3 separate regions of the Mus musculus genome follow, and regions 2 and 3 are each linked to region 1. The links are chromatin contacts, called in public Hi-C maps. All regions are on one chromosome and are shown on one strand. The core of a region is the stretch at or near the end of the contact, and the rest is flanking DNA. Distances in the headings are between cores, read along the strand shown.

What was found. Hi-C and Micro-C count contacts between places; a contact is called where the count stands out from the background.
Region 2: a contact with region 1 is called in a Hi-C map of cerebral cortex, with 1.7 times the contacts expected there. The contact joins two enhancer-like sites. A contact is called at or near these places in 3 of 484 Hi-C or Micro-C datasets (cerebral cortex and embryonic stem cells), 1 of 115 datasets of contacts at active chromatin or transcription factors (embryonic stem cells) and 1 of 9 other capture datasets (embryonic stem cells).
Region 3: a contact with region 1 is called in a Hi-C map of cerebral cortex, with 4 times the contacts expected there. The contact joins two enhancer-like sites. A contact is called at or near these places in 5 of 484 Hi-C or Micro-C datasets (the N1E-115 cell line, cerebral cortex, olfactory sensory neurons and 1 more), 4 of 115 datasets of contacts at active chromatin or transcription factors (SST interneurons, embryonic basal ganglia, forebrain and 1 more) and 1 of 9 other capture datasets (embryonic stem cells).

The regions. Positions count from the first base shown.
Region 1 is chr4:131,251,528-131,255,720 of GRCm38.p6, forward strand. No RefSeq gene overlaps it. Among named protein-coding and RNA genes, the nearest start is that of Gm25261, 14 kb to the left of the region's middle. Within about 2 kb of position 1,579, at least 55 of the 459 cell types and tissues checked have an H3K27ac peak or open chromatin away from gene starts, as enhancers often do. A contact at or near this core is called in cerebral cortex, where this site is marked.
Region 2 is chr4:131,045,338-131,049,606 of GRCm38.p6, forward strand. No RefSeq gene overlaps it. Among named protein-coding and RNA genes, the nearest start is that of Gm42317, 18 kb to the right of the region's middle. Within about 2 kb of position 2,129, at least 7 of the 459 cell types and tissues checked have an H3K27ac peak or open chromatin away from gene starts, as enhancers often do. A contact at or near this core is called in cerebral cortex, where this site is marked.
Region 3 is chr4:131,498,882-131,503,163 of GRCm38.p6, forward strand. It overlaps Gm831 (a long non-coding RNA gene), which reads left to right. Exons shown (of 3, transcript XR_001784457.2): 3 at 1,932-4,176. Among named protein-coding and RNA genes, the nearest start is that of Gm831, 9.7 kb to the left of the region's middle. Within about 2 kb of position 3,005, at least 4 of the 459 cell types and tissues checked have an H3K27ac peak or open chromatin away from gene starts, as enhancers often do. A contact at or near this core is called in cerebral cortex, where this site is marked.

The DNA of each region.
Region 1 (4,193 bases), core at 329-2,828:
TTCAGGCTGGCAAAATGCCCACATACATAAATTTTAATTTAATTTTTGAAAAGAAAGCCCCTTTCACATCTTCACAGCAGAGTGTACACGTGGGGTCTGATTGGCTGGGATTTCAGAGCGAGTCTCTCTGGTGTGTCTGCGGGCCTCAGTGTGGGTGGGAGATGATAGCCTCCCTTGAGTCCTCAGATTGGCAATGGATGCAGTGATCATGTGACTACTGGGAAGGCCAATGTTTTGCCTAAGTGTTTTTGCACTGCTGCCCCCAGCCAGGGTTATCCAGCATTTTGTCCCCGCATGCCAAGCAAGCATCTACTCTTTGAATGGAGCCCAGGCACCTGATGGGTCTTTGAAGGCCCTGTGTTACCCAACCACATCCACCCGCTGTAGCTTTACCTTAGGTTTTGGCACTCTCCTGGCCCCAGGCTCTCCCTGCAGGTCTCCCTGTGAGCCATGGTTCCTCTCACTTCCAGGCTCCCGAGCATGCTGGTCTCTTAGCCTGATGTTCCTTCTTCCCATGAGAGGCCTTGCTTTGTCTAGAGGACTTAGCTTTTGTACCCCCCACGGGAAGGCTGTCTGCTTCTCTTGTCTGTGCCCCCATTAATTCATTACTTACTTGTTTATTGTTTGTCTTAGGCCCTAGGCTGTGTGAGTTTCCTGGAAGCAGAAACAGCCTCTGGCTTGACTGGCACTATGTCCCTAGTGTTAGCCAAGAGCCCAGCACAGAGTAGCTGTTCAATAAAATGTGCACCCGAGCAGGTGCGGTGACTTTATTCTGTCCCTCATTTTCGAGTTCCAGTTTCCAAAGAACAGTCCCAGCAGGGGAACTCTATGACTAAAAGCTCCACCCACCCAAGACACTCCCCTGCCCGCCACGACCCAGAAGCCAATAGGAAGAGTTCATAAATGGGGAAACCGAGGCACAGAACAATCAATGTGCTTGCTTTAAGGTCTTCAGGGACTGGACCGGTGGCCTTTGGGCTGAGCTCCTGAGCCACGTGGGGTCACAGCTGTCTAAGGTCGGTCGGTTGGAGGTGTCCGGGAGTGCATCAAGCTGCTTCCTGGGGTCAGGCATGTGCTGAGGTGAACACAGATGAAATGCTCAGCTGCAGGACATGGGGGTATCCCCGAAAACAGCTCTGGAAGTGGGGCACACTGATGTTTAAGAGATGATAGAGAGATCTGAGGTGAGCATGCTCAAGTCATATCCTAGCAGCAAGAAGCAGGACCGATTGAGGAAGATGCCAGGCAGGGATCTCGGCAGCTAAGACATCTGTCTACTCCCACGCTGTGATTCCTGCACCACACCCTCGCTTCTGGAAGGCGGGAAGCAGGGTGGCCTCCTCTTTGTGGTTCCAAAGGCGATGAAGGGGGCTGGCTGGGCTTGGGTGACAGACACAGATGAAAATACAGGGCTTGCGGATGGCCAGACAGGAGTGGGTTTGAGGTGCGCAGGTGAACATTCTGCTTAATAACAAGCCCCAAGCGCCGGAGGCCAGCTATCCCGAAATCCCAAGCACGTGAATGCGAAGCCACACTGTACAGTGCCCAGCGCTCCAGGCTGAGCCCTGCTGCTGACACACTGCAGGGTGGACCCCGCAGCGCTGCGCTGGAGTCTGTTCTGAGCCGCTGCATTTGGACGAGTGCAGTGCGAGGCATGCAGCAGCAGACTCTCCTGGAGCTTTCTTGCTTCAATTCATTTCCACCGAGAGATTTTCTCAGTGAAGGAAATACTATCATTCTTCGAAAGTTTGGAACTGAAGTGGACTCTGCCATTTCTTTCTCCTCCGGTGCCTGGTGGAGCCCAGAGGGATTGAGCGCCGAGGCTGGCTGGGGACTGTAGCCATTAGAGGGCGACATTGGACCAGCAAAGACCGGTCTACGAGGCAGTGGGGCTTGCGGGGAGTTTCTGGACCCATTTCCTTTCCCACCCGCCACTCACACCCCTACTGTGACTTTGATTCCTAGAAAACCCTATAAAATCAGGGTCACACGCGACAGGGAGATGGATTCAATGCGGCTTCTCAAGTTGCCTGTCTTGTTATTTTTGGCCATTTCTTTGTTCTTATGGAGAATGGAGCAGCCTCTCTTCCTGCCTGCACTGGCCACTCAGAGACACCCTTGATAACTACTGATACGGGGTAGGGTAGGGGTCAATCCGCGCGTTTTAAAACCTCACCTAGGACAAGCCACAGCCTAGGAGAAAATAAGTACATATTTAATAAATTACATATGTTAAATCTCCAAAATATACAAAGAGCCCTCTAAAGACAACAATAATTTTTTAAAAAGTTGGCTGTAAAGGCTTTTCTCTGAGTACACACTTCTGCAAGGAAGAAAGATGGTGACAAGAGACATTCAACATCTGTAGCCATTTTTTTAACATGCAAAATAAAGCCACGGTGCACACCTCTTTACCCCCTGGAAAGCAAACTGCCCAGAGGTTGAGAAGGAAGGGGGGGGGGGGAGGAGAGAGACTGAATGGAGGTGGTTTAGGTACATTTATTATCCATGTAGCTATGCTGATTTCAGACATTTGTCAAACTCAACTGTCTGGTATGTTAAGTACATACAGGGTTTCCTGAATGCCCACAATAAGGCAATAAAGCCCCTTAAAATGTCACCACGTTTTGGACTCATCTAGCTGAGTGCCACAAGGACTGTCCTCACCTTCCTCCACATCTGGACTCTGCTGTCCAGCTTCTCAGTGGGAAGATGGCTGGTTTCAGCCTTGACTGAGGCCACAGGGCTCCCTGCAAGGCTTGAACAGAGAGCAGATGTGAAGCCACCGTGTGGCTGGCAGGCTGGCTGGCTCCTGTGTCACAACCACCACTGCGAGGACATGCCTAGTCCAGACTTTTGGAGGACAAGAGACACTAGGAATAGAGCCAAGGAATGCTGTCACCTCTGCCAAGGTCAGCCGCTGTAGCTTAGGTCACTCCTTGCAGCCAGGGTCAGCCGGAAGCCACGGGAAACTCAGGACACATGTGTCCAGCCAAGATCCACTGAGCTGCTGTCAACCGACAGCTGGCTCCAAAGAAGCACGCAGTAAATGTCTTGAACTCAGTCAGTGAACTTCTCTGAGATTGGCCAGGTGGACTGATTATAGGAAAACAAAAAAACAAACAAAACAAAAATAATAAAATAAAATAGAAACAAAATGGGATGAATAATGTAGAAAGGCTTCCTGGAGGAGGTGACGCCCACTGTTTGTTTGTTTGTTTGTTTGTTTGTTTTTCCAATCTGGCTGGCATTATAGCCCAGGCTGGCCTGGAACTCACACTCCATAACCAGGCTGTTCTAGGTCGTGAGGTGATCCACTTGCCTCTGCCTCTGAACACAGGCCTGAGCCACCACACCATGCTCCCCCTGGTGTTTAAAGCTGAGTGAGCCAGTCAGAAGAAACACCACGGAGGCTGTAGAAGAACAGCAAAGAGTCGAACCTGCAGACCTGGCGGGAACACAGTTCCAGAACTCAGTGCACCCTCCAGCGTGGGCAGAAGGAGGGAGAGTCCTGTTCACACCCCAGGGCACAGGATGCCATGCTAAGACAGTTTAAGGATTGGGGGGGGGCAGCATAGGCTTCCATGACGGTGACCTCTCCAGATGACCAGGGTGGAAGTTGGGTCAACACAGCTAAGTGAGTTTGTGTTCTCCCCTGAAGGTGCAAACCCCAGGTGAGCTAGTTGAAAGATGACCCCAGGGCATGGCTACTATAACTACTGCTTCCTTTCCATTCTAGAATTTTCCTCATGGTAAGAGTCTGTCTCAGTTCTCATAGATTCCTTGACCCAGGGCCGAGTTTAACCTTCACTGTGGCCCGGTGTATTAATTTAAAATTTTCACTCATTTGTAATGGTTTGCAAGTCCACACATATGGAATAATATCTCATTCTCTAAGTGCAGGCTGTGAGGAGCCCCTGGGAAGCCTGCACGGTTATTGTACTCACAGGAACCCCAGGCTTCCTCCTGCGTTATTGTGGGCTGATTACAGGATGCCTAATGCATCTCTTCATAATAGAACCACCTTTAATTAACATCATGGCCTGATTCAGGATGAATGATGTGTGTGTCTGACACAGGGAGGAGAGACAGCAAGAGGGCATACAATTGACACCAGAGAACAGTAGGCCTTTTACAGCCATGCTTGCCTCTGGGTTTCTCTGTCCTCTCCCATGAGTCAGAAGAGCCCTTTG
Region 2 (4,269 bases), core at 879-3,378, 210 kb before region 1:
ATGGGAGCAATACACTCACCTGGGGAGACAGTAAAGAGGCTCTGTGACGTAGGCCTGTAACCTCAACTGATGGGCCGAGACAGGAAGGTTTTAAGTTTGATGCCAGCCTGACTAATTTAACGAGACTTTGATTCACAATAAAGGAAAATCGAGAAGAAGGCAGAGATAAAGCCCTCCGGCCAATCATGTGTGTGTGACTGGTGTCAGAAAACCATTCCAAAGTTTCTTGACAATTCCAAGCTACCAGGTGCTGTAGGAACTCCACCCCTAAAAAAAAATCCAAGGAACAGGAAATCTATGCCAAGAGCCACTCATGAATGTTCACAGTGACTTTATCTGTAATCACCCAGACTGGATGCAGTACAGATGTCTGACCTGAGGTGACTGGACAGAAGGACTTTTAGAATCCACATCTGGGGCAGGGGTGGGGGATCCTACTTGTCACTTCAGGGGAAGGCCATTCACATGTGCTCTGTCACAGACAAGTCTCACAATAATTGTGCCGAAAGAGTCTGTTGATACAAAACATAAACTGATTTGTGGTGACAGTGGATCAATGCGAGGAGATGAGACAAGCAGAAGTTGCTAAGGGACCTGAGGAGGATTTGGAAGTGACGGGCAGCTGGTTTTGTTAGTTAGAGTGTAATGGTATTTTGTGGGTGGCTGTGCATGTCAGTGTTATATAACTTTACAGTTACATATGCACAGTGGTTGAAAATTATTTATACATAAAGCTGTAGAAACTAAATTACCACCAATGAAGGTCGTTGGGAGAACAGATATTCCTGGGGCCCAGCGCACAGTAGGCATCCAATGAGCTGAGCTGTACACAGGCTTCTCAAAGTCTCCTAGTCAGTGTCCCTACTAGGAACTGGAGAGGGGGTGGGGACCGTGCCCTGCTCTGAGGCTCAGGTGTGGCACTCCACAGAGAGCCTCAGGTCTCAGCTGTACCCGGAAGCCTGAGAGGATGGCAGCTGCCACGACAATTTGCAAGCCAAATGAAGCAGCTACCCATTCCCACAGCCACCTCAGGCATCGTGGGCTGGCCTCCTTGCTGGTCCACAGCCTCCATGCCCTGACATCCAGCCGTTTTTCCTCCCTATGACTTGTTATTCGTGAACCTCCTTTCAGAGAAGGGGACACATTTCCTTTGTCATCTTACCAGCAAAGCCTAGGTTAGTCACACCAGGCAGTGTGACACTCCTGCGGTCAGCCGGCAGAGAGGTGTGTGAGACCCTGACTTTTGCTTTCTGATTACAGTGGTTTTGTGTGCTGGCTAGGCTGACATTTTCTCTCCTGGAGAGATGAGGCACTTTAGAAACTGCTGATTTAATTCGAAACCCCATCACCTGCTGGGTAGCACAGGTGGAGAGCATTGGACCCCGTTTGCTGTCGGGGAATGGAATTCTAGGTGGAGGGAGCAGCAGGGTCGTTGGGGAAACTGAAAGAGAGGACACACCTGACCAAGGTCACATGGTGAGCTGGGGTCACAGAGCTCAGGACCTGACTTTGCAGTTCTTGCTGATGCTGGCCTGCTTTTAGACACTGGGGTCCCAGCGTTTGGTCAGAATCCTACAGTGAGAGCAGCTCAGAGAAGGGAGGGGGACGGTGTGGGTTTGCACACAGGACAGGGACAGTGGCCTTTGTTGACAGGCCTGAAGGGGGCCTGAGACAAAGGTCTTAGTCTCAGCTGAAACCTGAAGTCTCCACACCCAGAGATGACATTGTCGAAGGCACTTGAAGAAAATCAGACCCATGTCATCTGTCTGCAAGACGCTGCCAACTGTTAACGCCTCCCGAAGGAGGTGCCATCTGATCCCACTTAGGGAAATGCCACGTTCAGGCATTTAAAAGTCAGTGTGATTCAGGGACAAACTTTCACAGCGTTGATGGGCTCCCCTTAAGTCTGAGCATGGAGCTCGGGGGGGGGGGGGCGTGAACACTCATCTGCGAGGTTCCTGTGACATGGGACGCCAAACATGAGAAATCACCATCTCCCATGAAGCTTCTATTCTGGTGGTGGCGACACGGATGGGTGGTAATTCCAGAGGGTGATGGAAGGGAGGAAGGTGAGTGGCATCTAGCTGGGGGTGTGCCCAAAGGAGTGGGCAGGGGTGTGAACAGCTCAGAGGCAGTGAGTGGTGTTTTTCAGCATCTAGCAACAGAAAGGCAATGTATGTCCCTGCTCTCTGGCATGTTGAAAGAGTGTGTGCTGGCAACTCCACTGGCTAGAGTCATCTGAGAGGGAAGGAACCACAATTGAGAAAATGCCTTCACAAGATTGGGCTTCAGGCAAGCCTGGAGGGCATTTTTTTGATAGTTGATGTGAGTGTGGCAGGCCCATCCCTGGGCTGGTGGTCCTGGGTTCTATAAGCAGGCTAAGCAAGTCGTGAGAACAAGCCGGTAAGCATCACACCGCAGACCTCTACATCAGCTCCTGCCTCTCCTGTCTGTTTAGGTTTCTCTCTTGACTTTCTGTGAGGGGGATTATTATAAAGTGTAAGCCTGATAAATCCTTTTCTCCCCAGCTTACTTTTTGGTCATGGTGTTTCACCACATCAGTAGTAACTTGATCAGCATGGAGGAGGAATGTAAAGATAGTATAGTATAGACAGAAGGCATCCTGGGAAGGATGCAGCAGTGGGAAGCTGAACAAAGCTGAGAGCCTTGTCCAGGACAAGCCCTGGAGTCTTAGCCCCTACTTCTTTAAAAAACATATTTGTTTGTTTTATGTGCTTGGGTGTTTTGTCTGCAGATTCCCCAGAGCTGGAGTTCCTCACAGATGGCTGTGAGCCACCAGGTAGGTGCTGGGACTCGAACCCCAGTCCTCTGGAAAAGCAGCTGGTGCTCTTAAGTGCTGAGCCATCTCTCCAGCTCCTCCGAGTCTTAGAGCTGATAGTTCATAGCATTTTCCTTTTTTAATAATCTAACTTGGATTAATTGCACAAAATAATGTTTCCTTGAGATGTCGATGTATGTACATCATACCCTGTGGTCACATCACTCTCCTGCATCACCCTGTCTTGTCCTTTTGGGCCGTTCCCTTCCCTTCCCAATAGCCTCCCTTCTGATGCTGTCAGGTTTTTTTGTGTTTTAACTCAGATTCCTCCTAGGGTCTTAACATCTGAGTACTTCTCCTGCTGCATGAGCACGGAGAGTTGCTGAATTCACTCACTCACTCACTCACTCACTCACTCACTCACTCACTCACTCACTCACTCATTCACACATTCATTCACTTATTCATCCATTCACTCATCTACTTATTCACTAATTCATTCATATATTAATTCATTCACTCATTCACTCGCTCATTCATTCATTCACTTATTCAGTTAGGCTTTCATTCACTTGCTAATTAGTTAATTCAAATATCCCTAGTGTACCCACTGTGGGCTGGACCCGATCCTGAGAACCAGGGACATATTTGGGCACCAGATAGAACCTTTAAGGGTGCCATGTTCCTGTCTTACAGAAGAACAACCTGGCATCAGGGAGGTTTAGAGAGAGCCACTCAGTTGCAGCCACCAGGAGGGACGGGGGGGGGGGGGGGGGGGGGGGGAAGGTAGGAGAGAGGGAAGGAGGGAGGAGGAAGGGAGGGAAGATCAAATCACCCTAAAACCAAAACAGTAGTGCTTAGTGCTACTGAGTCTGAGCTGAAAGAGGCTCGCTTAAGCAGAACTGCTTTCATGAATGTAAATTATGGGACTCAGTTGTGTGTGTGTGTGTGTGTGTGTGTGTGTGTGTGTGTGTGTGTAAATGTGGGTGGTTGTGTGCATGGTGCAGGTGTGGAGGTCAGAGAACAACCTTTGGATATCAGTCTGCACCTTTGTACCTCATCTGAGACAGGACCTACTTGCTACAGAGAGCCAGCTAGCAGGACCTGCACCTCTGGCCTTCTCCCTCCCAGCCCCCAACTCCTATAGGCATGCTGGGATCACAGACATTTACAAACCATGTCTGGCTGTTACATCCCCATCCCCTGGGTTCCGGGGATGTGGGCTCAGATCATTAGGTTGATTTGATGAGTGCTTTACGCCGGAGCCAACTGCACAGCCCGACTCGTGAGACTTGGACATGTTCACTCCCTGTCTGCTGGAGTGAAATGCTGTGTGTGTGGTTACGGTGTATGGTGCATGTGGCACATGGCATGGTCTGGTGACCTTCGAGCTGTCCTGATTCCGACTGGCCCACTGTCCCTCTGTGCCTTGCATCCTAGTGGTGGGAGTTATTTCTGACCCAGTACCATACCCTAGAGCCTGACTCAGG
Region 3 (4,282 bases), core at 1,755-4,254, 250 kb after region 1:
CAAAAGTGAACTAAACAAGAGAGCTCTCGCTGGCCAAGCCTGAAATGATTTAAACAACAAAGTACCATCCGAAGCCCGGAGTAAAGATTCAATACTCAAGTGACTTCTGGATAGACAGGAAGTAGATAGAAGATACATGATATACCAATTGATAGATGACTGATAGAAGGCAGATGATTAACAGAAGCTATGTTTGATACATGGATAGGTAGACAGAAGATAGATGATGGATAGATAGATAGATAGATAGATAGATAGATAGATAGATATGTAGACAGACAGATTGATCAATCAATCAATAGACAGATGATAGATAGATAGACAGACAGATAGATAGATATGCAGACAGACAGATTGATCAATCAAACAATAGACAGATGATAGATACAAACATACATACATACATACATACACAAACATTACACAGATAGATGGGTGGATACATACATACATACATACATATACATATTAACACATACACAGATGGATAGATACACACACATACATGCATACATACACACACATACATATCCATACACCGATGGGTGTATGGATAGATTACACATACACAGATAGGTGGGTAGATAGATAGATAGATAGATAGGTAGGTAGGTAGATAGATAGGTAGATAGATAGACACACATACATACACAGATAGATGAATGGATGAATAGATAGATAATCTTGCTTACAAAAGCACTTCTAATGACCCGTGCAGACTCTGAAATGTCCCCTCCATCATTCCTGATGCAGATGCCTGTGTCTTCTCCTCAGTGCCACCTCTGTTCATGCAGGGGGCTCCTGGGCTGTGCTAACCTTCCCTGGTTTCTCCACCGCTTCTCTCCTGACTTCTACTCGGACAATCTCTTCATTCCTGCTCCCTGCTTGGGATTTTCCCCCTTCATATTCTGGTGTCTTTGGGTGACAGCTCAGGTCACTGATCTGAGACGTGCCTTCTTTTCTAATGTGGGCTTTAGTATTCCACATGTCCCCTAAGAATCACTTTAGCAACTCTCTACTAATTTTGATGTGTTGTTCTCATTTTCTTTCTGTTGGAAATACTTTTTAATTCCCCCTTTGATTTACTCAGTAACACATGGGTAATTTAGACGCCTGCTGCTTAAGTTTCTAAACATGTTGAAATTTGTTTTTTTAGAGATCTTTCTCTTAGTGATTTATAATTCCATTCTGCCATAGTCAGATCCTTTCTCCAAGTTGACTTTTTTTAGACTCGTTGAGATATGGTCCATCTTGTCTACACTGAGCTCTGCCACTGAGAGGAATGTTCCATAAATGTCAAACTGATGGTGCTGAGGGCTGAGCCTCCTTCATCCTGTATGATATTTGCAATGGTCAGTGTTAACTGCTGCCTTGGCAGAAGCTAGAATCATCTGGGAGAGAAAAGTTTGGACTTTTTATGTAGGGCGTTATCTTGGTTACCTTAAGAGAGATGGGAAGACCTGCCCACTATGGGTGGAGTCATTCCCTGGCTAGGATTCTGGATTGCATAGAAGGGTTCTGACATGCATACATTGCTCTCTGTTCCTGGTGATGGATGCTATGTGGCTATCATACACAGATGAATGGATAGATATATAGATGGATAGATGGATGGACAGACAGGTATACAGACAGACAGGTAGATTACATTGCTTACAGAAGCACTTCTAATGATCTGTGCAGGTCAATATTAGCACATCTAACGATTTGCTTCAGGTTCCTGATGTCTTGGCATCTCTGCCATGGTGGTCTGTCTGTATTGAACTGTAAGTCAACATAGGCCCTTTCTCCTGTAAGATGCTCTGTTCGGGTATTTTAAGACAGCAACATCTCGGTTGCAGGGCTTCCCTCTCACTTGTTCCACCGGTGACTGAGGGAGGGGTGTTCCCATCTCCTGTGGTAAGTGTGGTTTTGTGTATTTCTTCTCTCAGGTCTTAGGTCACTGGGATATGTGTACAGGCAGGATTGTGATATCCCTGGACACATTGGCATCATAGTCCTCCCTACCTCAGATGATACTGTTTGCTCTGAAACCGGCTATCCCTGATCAGCTGCACCAGCCTCTCCAGCCGTCGTCACCAGAGATGATGAATTTTACCTTGTTGAGTGTTGGGTGTTTTGTTTTGCTAGCTGCCTATTTGCGGGCTCCGTTCTGGGACACAGCTAAGCTCCTTGGAAGCACTCAGCTCTACTGAAGCTCTGCCTTAAGAATTTCATACTTGAGACAGGAGCAGTCTGGTTCATCTTTCCCTTCCACGGATTCAGAGTTCTGTCTCCACACAGCGCTCTTCTCTGGTGCTGTGGGCTGAGGATTCCAGATATCTTGGTCTCCTGAAATGTCAGCTTTGTCAGCCGACCTCCAGGCCTTGCTGGGCTTGGAGAGCAGTGTTCTTCCCAGCCCCATGGACTGGAAATTTTGGGCTGCATGCCAGGGCAGCTGTGGGTGCACTTCATTTGTTCCCCATCTCTCTTCACTGCCTGATGTCCCGTCTTTGTAAAGTGCTATATTATATACCATCAGCCTCCATCCTCACGAGTCCCTCATCCAAGAATAAGAAAAGCTGTGGGAGACTCTGGAGGCTAGCCCAGCTACAGATCTGGAGGCTAGCCCAGCTACAGACCTGTCACTGCATTCCTTGAAGTTTCAGATCTGAAAACATCTAGACCTAGCTCAAGATACATGGAATTCCCTTCCTCCCTCGCCAGGTCCTCCTTCCCTGTGCACCCCAAGATCTCAGTGCCTGTGGAGGACCCTGGAAGCAAGCTCTTGCAGGTATCCAGGGGAAAGACATCTGTCTATTAAATGTGGTGGTAACTGAGACAGGGTCTAGAATCAGCTGAGAGACAGGCCTCTGGCACACCTTGCTTATATTAATTGATCTGGGAAGATAACGTCTTAACCGTGGGTGGGATCCTGGACTGCATAAATGGAGAAAGTTAGTAGGCAGCCACATGTACTCATTCCCCTGCTGCCTGATTGTGGATGCGATGTCACCAGCTGCTTGGACCTCTGCTGCCTTGACTTCCCCCATGGTGACAGATTGTTCCTTGGAGCTGTGCATTAGTTACTGTCTGTCGCTGTGATGTAACATCATTTTCAAGGCTTATGATTCCAGAGAGATGAGTCGATGATGACGGGAGCAGAGATGTGGCAGCTGGAGCTGGAAGCAGGGCCTCACATCCAAACCAAGAGCAGGAAGCAGAGAACACAAGCTGGAGGCGGGGGGCATAAACTCTTGGAGCCTGCCCCTAATTACTTACTACTTCCAACAAGGCCACACCTCCTAAGCTTCCCCAAACTCTGTGGAGGACATCTTATTCAAACCAGTACTAACAGGTAGGCCCTTTCTTGCTTGGTTGCTTTTGTCCTAGTATCCTGTCACTGACGTAGTTAAAGAAATCAAGACATGAAGGGAAAGTGACTCTCATCCCTGCCGTTCCCTCTCATCAATGAAAGAAAAGCTCTACCGGCTGGCATTCGGGAGCACCAAGCTACATCAGTTACCTCACTGTTTAAGTGGGAAAACTGAGGCTCTGAGGTATAGAAATTTCACCATGTCCTACAGCAAGTTGGGACGTCTAGAACCTGCTTCACTCCCTCTGTGGGATTCCCCACCCAAGAGAGTTCCCAGAAGGCAGTTTTAGGCATGGAACCCCCCTTGCCACACAGTGCAGTGGAGTTAGGGGTGTGACAGGTATTTTTCCCCACTCTGTCCCTAACCCTTCCTCAGTACAGCTCTGTGGGAAGCTGAGGGTCACCTGACACCTCCAGCTACAGAAGTACTTCAAGAAGCTTACCAGTGCACGCAGAGTTGAGCATATGTGTAATCATGGAGATTTTCTTCATTCGTGCAGTTTTGAGCATCCCAGCTTGTCAGGTGGGAGACTAGAGTTCAATTCCCTGGTGGGGAAGCAAAAGGCCTTGTTTGAGGTTGGGGTGGTCCAATCAGGAAAGTGCACGCTCTCCAGTAGGAGAACCTGAAATCCATCCACAGAAGCCAAGGGAAGCCTGAATGTAGAGGCACATGCTGGTTGATCTAGCTGAATCTGTGGGCTCCGGGCCAGTGAGAGATCCTGAATCAAAGTATAAAGTACAGAGAGACTGAGGGGATAGCCATCTAATAGCAGGCCCAACCACAGACCCATCCCATGGGCAAGCACCAATCCCTGGCACTGTTAATGATGCTCTGTTATGCTTGCAGACAGGACCATGGCTGTCCTCTGAGAGGCTTCATCCAGCAGATGACTCAGACAGATGCAGACACCCACAGCCAAGCAGTGG